Regions from separate parts of the Rattus norvegicus genome. Here region 2 is linked to region 1. A link is a contact called in public Hi-C data. All regions are on one chromosome and are shown on one strand. The core of a region is the stretch at or near the end of the contact, and the rest is flanking DNA. Distances in the headings are between cores, read along the strand shown. Region 1 overlaps Ano2 (anoctamin 2). Region 2 holds the start of Ntf3 (neurotrophin 3).

Region 1 (5,057 bases), core at 28-2,527:
TAAAAATCAAGTAATCCCCTTTGTCTGCAATGCATATGCCATCCTGCTAAGGAAAGTGAGCTGTTACATCCACAGTCTTCTTAGTTACACAGGGCCTCGAAGTAAAGAAGGACTGATGTTAGTGACCTAATGTGGGCCATTGATGACTCCAGCTGCTGATCTGACTCCAGCACCAGTCAATTTCAGTTTCTTCCCTCAACTTTTCCTAACATTGACAACACCATTCATTCTCAAAAATAAGTAAATAAAATAAAAAGTTTCCACAAACATGGGGAAGTAAAAAAAATAGTAAATGCAGCATCCACAGAGACAGTAAAGACTGTAGGTCCCTAGCTGACTCTCTACTGTGCCTTCCAGACATTGTTAGCATTAGAGAGAGGCACTCTGAACCCAAAAAGGCTCTCACACACACACACACACACACACACACACACACACGTACCACAGCAAGAATACATCCCACTTGCAGGACACTGCAACTTTACCTATATACAGTCAGTGACTTCAGTACTGGGAAAGTTCTTGGCTCCACCATCTGGTACTGTGGCCTCTCTTTTGTCAGCCCCTCACTATTCCACAGCATAAAAACATGCCCACCTTACACACACTCACTACAGGGTCAACATGCACACAGTCCCAGGCAGGTGGTCCCTCAAATTACCATAAACAAGATGGAGACAGAGTTCATCAAGTATCCTGGGAAACGGTCTTTCCAAGTCAGTTTATCTTCATCATCCTGAGGTGAAACAGGAGAATAGACACAATCAGAAGGCACAAAGCACAGATATTCATTCATTCCTGTTTTGCGTAAAATTTGCATGCCGACCATTTGCTGCTTTTTGGATATTTCTGTAGTAACTGATGTCACTTTACTCTCAATATCAACAGTAGCCCTCTTCATTTTGATTGATAGCACACACCTCCAATCCCAGGACTCAGGATGCTAAGGCAAGAGGATCATGACTTTGAGCCCAGCTTGGGGAACATGGTGAGTCATAGCCCTGAAGGATGTTTAGAATTGAGCCAGCAGTTCCAGCAACAACAAAAGACCCTGAAGACCACCTGAAGTCATGTTTGCAAAGTGCAGAGAAAATAGTGAAGAACGCGGTGTTAGCCAGCAGGGAGCCACCCATCACTGCTGGCAACAAGTCAGACTCAAAGTGAGCTCAGCAGGACCCTAGCCCCTGCTCCCTTTCGTCTCCATCCATGCTGTCTCTCAGAACAGACCTGGTTTGGCTCTAGCAACAGTGCCATCTAGCCTCTGAAAGCTTGTACTGTAAGCTGAGTGCCTCGGCCTACGGCTTCTTTCCAGCATCCTTTGTGTGCCCATGGCAGTGCCAGACACAGTGAGGAGAGTGAACAAAGTCCTTCCAATCACTGTCCTGGGGGGTTCACAGCCTAGAGAAACAGTGACAGCCCAGCCACTCTCAAAGCGTGAAGAATCCCCCATCAGCTTGCTCAGGAGTGAGGGCTAACTAGGGAGGGAGCTACGGGACTGTAGGAAATGGAAGGATTTGCCTTGTGCTTTTGGAACAAGAAGAGGGTTGACCTGGCTTGAGGGGCAATGCTATCATTGGGGTCATTTAGTTCCTAGCACTTCCACTTACAGGTGATTTATATAAGTCATTTACTCCAGTTTTCATAACAGCCAGAGAATGTGGTCTTAGACTCCCAGTCTAACAAGCTTTGCCTCACCCTGTAAGAGCAAACTAAATTCTAGACGATGACCATTCTGAAGAGATAAGACTCATTCATGTAAACCTGTTCCAATCAGACTGGACTAAGATTCATTCACACTTTCCCAAGTGAGGCCAAAGAGAAAGAGGGAGTGGGAATGCCATGCCATACTCCGGGTTCACCAGCATACTATGGCTTTCCTACAGTACCCTGAAAATATTGTCCTCTAAGATATTGGCAAGGAAGTCTGAATATGAGCTCCTGATGACACGGCACCAAACAGAAAAAATGGATTCATGGAGGGGTTTTGTCTACTGCCTTCCCAGCTACCACTAAGAGCTTATCAAACACACTTGGGTCCAGTCCACTCATCAGACCAAGCCTGAGCATCTTTGATGAAACAAATTCTGGGCAGGTGCTGAGGACACAGAGAGGCCCAGAACTAGGGTAAAGACCTCCAGGACCACAGAGACAAGGAAGCAAAGATAAGTCGGACTGAGAAGATGATTTTCACGCCAAAGGAGACAACGGAAGAGCATTGAGTTAGATGTCTTCTCAGGAAAAAAAAAACATTCATTGTTGACATAGATAGCTTTGTGTTTAATGGAAGACCACCCCTTTCATGCTGATAGTGATGGGGTTTTGTTTAGAAGGCACACATCTGAACATACACATAGTTCCTACGGTCAGACATTATCCAAACACAGGAAGCTGAGAGAAAAGTCAAGGTTGCACACTGTTCTCCAAAGCGGGTTACTAATAAAGATAACAGTAAAACCAAAAAAAAAAAAAAGTAGTTTATTTGTTTTGTGTTTGGGTTTTAGAGATGAGGTCTTCTTACACAGCCCAGATTGGCCTTGATTCGTAATCCTCCTGCCTCAGCCTCCCGACTGCAGGGACCTCGGACATGCACCATTTAGCTGGCATAAAGAAGTTTTTAATTATAGGAGTTTGGCACTAATTAAAAAAAAGCCAATGAATTCCTGCCATTTGCTGGTCCATGCAAGGTGTGAAGATTCATTGTAAAAGGGCATTCACTTCCTAAAACACACGTCACCAGTGTGAAAGAGAACTAGGATTGGGAAGAGGATATGTCAACGCCGAATACTGAGCTCTAAAATATTTATTGTGTCAGTGACCTTAGTAAATTCCCTGCAATTCTGGTGTGTGTGTGTGTGTGTGTGTGTGTGTATGTGTGTGTGTGTGTGTGTGTGTGTGTGTGTGTGTGTGTGTACATATGTGTGAGCATGTATGTGGAGGCCAAGGGACAACTTCTAATGGCTCTTCACCTTTTTAGAGACTCTTATATCTCCCCATCCCCCAGCATTACTATATACATTCACCACCATGCCTGATCTACTTATTATTTAAAAATAAAAATATGGGTCTTAGGACTGAACTTGGATCTCCATACTTATAGAGCAAGCACTTTATACACTGAGCCATCTCCCCAACCCACAGCAGTTTCTCTACTGTAAAGATAACCATACCCCTTATTTGTAAATCAGTTACAGCCATCACACTAAATTGGCATGCCTTTGATGAAGCCCGCCTAAGAGCACTACAGGCATACCAGAGAATGCTTAGACTTTCCTACTGGTAACATGAGGATGCCAAAGCCAGGCTCAAGGAAGTGACAGAGGTATTGTGAAGGTCACATGAGTGAATTTGTGGGACAGAGCTTTAGAAACTGTATGGTGCATACAGCAATGAGCTCTAATCAGCTTTGATTACATCAAAAGCAGGTGATTATGGGGCACTTAGCTAATGTCGCCATTGTTCAGACACCAGCCTAGCTGTCATCTGTTCTTACTTCTTTGTCTCTGCTGTCTGTGTTTGTGTCTCTGGCCTACTGCTCCCACATACAGATCTGTGTCCAAGAAATAGGATAATAATGTCCACATAGAACCTCACACAAGTCCCTGTTTGGAAAACTGGGTATTTAGAAATGAAACCACTTAGAAAGTAATAGGCAAGAATATTATTTCAATTAATCCCTTGGAGGAAAGGAACTTTGAAAAAGTGGCAATTGTCCTGGTTTTTATACATATTAATATAGTAAAATTCATCTTTATTAGAATGCAGTTCTGCATCTTTCGATGACCCTCTGCAGTCATATACGACGACCACAAAGTAAATCAAAATAGAAAGTGATTTTCTCACATTTCCTCATGCTCCTCCTTTGTCTGTGACCTCTTTCTCCAATCTCCAGAACTAGCAAAGTCTGTTTAATGTCCCTCTAGTTTTGGGTCCTGCGGAATGTCACCAAGTACACTGGAGTGTGTATCTCTTCTTGGGTGTGGCCTTTTCGACTTTGCACAGCTCACCTGAGACCCACCCATACTGTTGCCCAGCTCAGTCGTTTATCCCTTTCACTGTGGGATGGTCTATATTTCATCATTTTAGTCCATTCTCCCACTCGCTGCCCTGAGGAGTGTTTGGATTGTTTCCAGCTGGGAACAATTAGGAATGATGCCCTTCTAAAATCTGTATACCCATTTGGATACAAATAAAAAATAGTCATGTCCCTTGGGCAAATACCAAAGTAGTGGACTTGCTTGATCACACTGTAGGCCTATGCGTGACTTTATAAGAAGCCACCAAACTGCTTCTAAAGTGTCCAATGCCCCTCCCATCAATAACATGTGATAGCTCCTTGTTTTCTTTAAATACTTTTCCTTTAGAACAGGTTTAGATTTATAAAAAGCTTCAAAGGCAGTATAGACAATTGTATATATACCTTGTGTTCGGTTTCCCACAGAAGTTCAGTGAATTTTTCACAACACATAAGCCAATATCATGCAACATTATGAACTAAAACTTCATATTCCATTTGTACTGTCTCAGTTCAATGCCTGCCTCCTGGTCAAGGGTTGCGGCTAAGGTACCACATTCTGTTGGGTCATTCGCTCCCTTAGATGCATTATAAAAACCTCTCAGACTTTGCTTGCCGTTGATGGCTTTGTTCACTTTGAGATGTGCTAGTCAGGTGTTCTGTAGAGGAATCCACAACATAATCTTGTTTCAAACTTTGTCTGGGGTTATGTTTGAGGGAGGTAAACTAGAAGTCAAGGATCGTTTTTATCATATTTTTTCAAGTATATAGACCATGATATGCCCTGTCCTTGATGATGCTAACCCTGATTTCTTGGTAGGATTTTCTGGGATGTCCTGGATTTCTTTATTAGAAGCTTTCCTTCCCCGTTTTCTGTACTGTGCTCTTTAGAAAGAGGTACCCATCACCATCTTTGAAGTTCATCTTTGAGGGAGCAATATGTATAGGCACATATGTTTCTGATATATACTTTTAATGGCTTTAGGAGGATATACCCAATCTTTCTCCAAACTCTAAAACAATAATAATGCACAAAAGAATGGAG
Region 2 (4,518 bases), core at 629-3,128, 210 kb before region 1:
CCGCTGGCAGGGAGACTGGCGGGAAGGGAGGGGGAAAGCGGGGGGGGGGTTGGGGGGGAAGGCAAGTGCGGGAAGTGGGGGAGGGCAGGGGCGGGCCAGAAGACCGCGAGAAAACCAGAACCTCACAGAGCACGCCCAAGCCAAACCTCCAAAGTGCTGTGTGGCAGGGTGAAGGGGAAAACTCTGCAGCCGGATCGGATCCCGAGGAAGAAGATATTTTGGCCGGAGGGAAGCCTTTGAAGGAGAACCCAGCCCTTTTGAGGGACCATTCGAGGTGACGTCCTTGGGCCTCTGTGGGTGCTGCAGGCCATTTTCGATGTGGCAGCCCCCGTCAGCCAGGATAATGATGAGGCAGGTACAATCTATCTAGTATGCAGCCCCCCCCCCCCGACTCTGACTCTCCATCCTCTCTGGCCTCCCTTCACCCCGCAGCTTCTCTCGGCCTTAACCGGTGAGTGCAATTCTGGCACTCCTGGGTGTGGACCAGACCCATACATCTCCAAGGAATGCGTGTTCAGGTTTTGAACCTGGAGCCTTGCTAAACCTCATTGCGAGCTGCTTATCAGACTCCATCAGGAGGCAAGGAAGAGGTGGGCTATTAAATCGCCTCTCCTAGTGCGTGTGAGTCAAATGTCCTGAGAGAGGCAACTTGGAGGGGAGGGGGGAGGGGAGCACTTGGACTTGAGTTCCACCTTGCAAGAATGAGGGAGGCAATGAGGAGCGATACTATACTACTTTCCCCTTACCACTAGGATTCCCCGCCTCCCCCTTCACTTCTCTTGGATCGCAATTGAGCAAAATCTAGATGCTCTCACCATTGTAAATTCTGAGAGGACCAGCTTGGGTCAAGTGAGGGTCTAATGAATAGCTAAAATTATCTATAAATAAGACCTCTGCCTCCACCCTGGGATCTTTTCCTGGAATGAGTCTAGCGGTTGTGGAAGAAAGCACCGCTATTTTCAGGGAGTCCAAGAGGTGTGTTGCTTTTCTTCTGGGCAAATTGTTTTTGTACAGAGTGGTGAGTGCTGGGCCAAGGCTCAGCTCCAGGGCCCGTCCTACCTTGAAAGGAAGGGGTAAAGAAGTTAAGGGAGTGTGTAAGAAGTGGGACTTTGACTCGTGCCTCTCCTTTTCTCTCACACACATGCGGCACACATGCAAGCCACCCCTCCCTTGGTTGCTCAGCAGTCCCTCTCGCACCAGACCTCAGCAACTTAACTTCCTAGACAGTTTGAACTGTGCTTTAGGCTGAGGAGTTCAAGGGCAAGCAAGCAGATTCCTGTTGTTGTTAGAGGAGGGATGGGGGATGGGGAGGTTGATAAGGGGGTGGGGAGAGATCCAAAGCTAGAAGGGTCTGAGGTTTGGAGGCAGAGCTAAGGTTGAAGCTTAAGCTTTCCTGAGCCAAGGGGCAAGAAAGGCCTTCTTCTGCCTGGTTAAATAGAAAAGAGAAAGAAAGAAAGAAAGAAAGAAAGAAAGAAAGAAAGAAAGAAAGATTAAAAGAAAAAAATCAAGAATAAGACAAATCAAAGATATTAGCGTGTAAAATATGATAAATTGGATGTTTTCGTCGGCTCCTCTCCATCTCTAAAAGGCAAGGTCACAAGAGGAGGTACTAAAGAATAGGCTATTTTGAGAGGGCTTATTTGCTGTTTGTTCGTTTGTTATCTTTTGAAATGGACTAGGAGAAATGACTAGGTCTTCCCTTTGGTCTCAAGAGCAAACTCCAAAGTGCCAGGGCACCGGCCTGCAAGTCACTGCGGGCGGGGCTCGGGGGCGAGTGGCTTGGCGCGGAAGGGGTTAAGGCGCTGAGCGCGGAGCCATCTGGCCGGGTTGGCTGGTTATAACCGCGCAGATTATGTTCACGGGACTCAGAGTTGAAGGCTCCTCTCCTTACCCAGCATCTCCGCGCACCGCCCCGCGAGATAGCCCGGCGCAACTTTCTTCCCTCTTTCTTTCTTCCTCCCGTTTTTTTCCCACCGCTGGGTAGTGGCTGCGGCAGGGGTGGGCGAGACTGAATGACCGAACTCGAGTCCACCTTTCTCTTCATGTCGACGTCCCTGGAAATAGTCATACGGATGCCATGGTTACTTCTGCCACGGTAAGGGGAGGTGGCGGGCACGTTGGGTGGGCAGGTCCCGGAGGGGGTGGGGGATCGCGTGGGGGAAATTTTCCTGGGGATCCGCGTGGGGGCCCCAATTCTGCACCCAGCCCCACCCCCATCGCGCAACACACTCTTAACTTTTAGGTTCTTGTGCCTTCCCTAAAGTTTGAGCTATAGAATCTGCCCAGGCCTTGGCGCAATTACCACCACCCTCCTTTCACATGCATGCACACTGTGCGCGCGTGGATACGGCTTTCCTCCTCCTCCTCCTCCTCCTCCTCCTCCTCCTCCTCCTCCTCCTCCTCCTCCTCCTCCTCCTCCTCCTCCTCCTTGTCCTTTTCCCTCTGGTCCCCTGGCTGCTCAAGAAACCTCCCTCAGTCTGGGAAAGTGATCAGATTTGAGAAACCTGCATCGGGAAGGGAAGGAGGTGAAGGCGAGGGAAAATGGGGACCACGAAAAGGCAAGAAAGGGATTCTGCACACCCGGCTCCACCTCATGCACACATACACACCTACAACCCTCCGATCTGGTTCCCCCAGAAGACTCCCGCGCATACTATAACAAAAGCGAATAGCAGACAAAAATGGGGCTTGGAAGAGGCCATGATCCCGGCTTGCGCCCTGCACCCCGCTGGCCACCAGACAGCGATCGACCGACCGCCTCACCACGCAGCCAGGCAGGGCGTGGGCTGGGGAGGGGGGTGCAAAGCTTAGGACCCGACCGTCAGGTTGGGGGAGTTGAGACTGTAAGCCCAACAGTGCGTACCTGCGTTATTGTCCCACATAAACCTTTTTTCTCTGAGAGGGTCCCTAGCTCCAGGCTACTCTGGCCAGCGCCAACCCAGTGGCTCCCCACCCTGGGTCTTCGCGCAGATGTTAGAGCTAGCGCTCAGCCTGCGGGTCTGAGACGCAACCAGGGAACGGTGGGTACCTAGGCGGTGCCATCGGTAGGGATTTGGTACCAGTTTCTCAGAGTTCTTTTTAGGGTCCCCGCCCCCGCCCCAAGAGGTGGTATGGGAAGGCCGGGAGCTTTAGAGACCCTCAGAGTTAGGTCGGAGTTAGAAGAACCCACAGCGAACTGGACTCTTTTCTGTTACCACCACGGAGCTCTGCATAGTGGTGGATACTTCTAATGAAATTTGGCACTCTTGAAGGTGTGGAATGGGAGGGGGTGGGGAGGTCCTCTTTCCTTGTCGCTTTCGGGAGTGAGTGGGTGTGCATCCAAGAGGCGCTACTGCTTTGCGCAATTTTGGCGTTCTTCCGCAGCGCTCAGATACGCCTTACTGGAACTCCAGCACCGAATGGTGTGGACACAGTTGATTAGAGAGGTCGCAGGCTGGAATTGGAATCGAGGTTCGCGTATTCCAGATCTGGGAAGCACCCACCAGATTGACCCCGACCTCTGGCGACCGGCGGGTAGCAGGTTGAGAGTCTGAGTGAAGGCTGCTCTAGGACGCGGTCCCAGCCAGGGCAGGCTGCTTGTTAGCTAGTGTGCTGGAGCCCCTGAGCCGGGACTTGTTTATGAGTGTGAAGAGGTTGGGGGCGGGGACCTGATGGGGGAGGGGAAGGAAGACTGTAAGGGTGGGTGTTACTCGCTGAGTCTGAGGCTGGAGATTCTGCGGGTTATGGAGTGTGGTGGCAAACCTGCTTTTCAGTAAAGGGATGTCTTTCCACTACAAACCAGCGGCTGAGGAAATAGCTAACTAAGCACACTGCCCTAAACGTCAGTTGTTCCAGGGAAGCTTTACAATCGGTTCTGTTTTCTAAACAGCCCGAACTTTGCCAGTTTACTCCTTCTTCCCTGATCTTGAGGTGTTGCTCAAAGAAATTTGAGAGGTGGAATCTAGAAGGTATAAACCCAACTATCTCTGCCTTCGAATGAAACAGACCCGAGTGTAACGTTGGGAGAGAGTGGAGAGAGAAAAAGAGAGCAGCGGGCTGCTGTATCTGTATATAAAGATAGAAGAAAGTTTACCCGGCGTTTGCCTCGGGGAGAGCAAGTAGGATTGCCCTTTGGTGAGGGCTATGTTGAAGCTGGCCTTGAGAAGATCGGATCTGTTTGAGTTGGGTCTGATTTCTTAAGAAGGGAGACCGATCCCTGGGTGGCCAGAGAACTAGTTGGGAGGGCTTTCTCAAGTCTCAGTGAGAGAGGGGCTTGGGGGGTAGGAGAGTAGAGCTGGGGGTGGAGCTCGCCCCAGCTTCTTCCAGCCTGGCTGGCCCTGGAGGGGTGCAGAGCTTGTGTGATGGGCATCTGTGTGCTTAGCAGGAGATGAGAGCTTGTGGGAACATAGGTGTAGCTAATGAGAAATCTGTGTCTGGGAAGGGTGTCGGAGCTGGGGAAGTGTAGTATGCTGAAGACAGATGGCTTGTGCGTGCCTGCACAGACACATGGGGTGGGTGTGGTGTGGGAGGGCGGCTGTG

Evidence for each region. Hi-C and Micro-C count contacts between places; a contact is called where the count stands out from the background.
Region 2: a contact with region 1 is called in a Hi-C map of psoas muscle, with 5 times the contacts expected there. The contact joins the promoter of Ntf3 here to the enhancer-like site in region 1. A contact is called at or near these places in 6 of 12 Hi-C or Micro-C datasets (frontal cortex, kidney, mammary epithelial cells and 2 more).

The regions. Positions count from the first base shown.
Region 1 is chr4:160,454,446-160,459,502 of GRCr8, reverse strand. It overlaps Ano2 (anoctamin 2), which reads right to left. Exons shown (of 24, transcript XM_017593038.3): 14 at 662-736. Among named protein-coding and RNA genes, the nearest start is that of Ntf3, 210 kb to the left of the region's middle. Within about 2 kb of position 1,277, at least 14 of the 93 cell types and tissues checked have an H3K27ac peak or open chromatin away from gene starts, as enhancers often do.
Region 2 is chr4:160,666,267-160,670,784 of GRCr8, reverse strand. It overlaps Ntf3 (neurotrophin 3), which reads left to right and starts at 1,878. Exons shown (of 2, transcript NM_001270869.1): 1 at 1,878-2,095. The coding sequence starts at 2,078.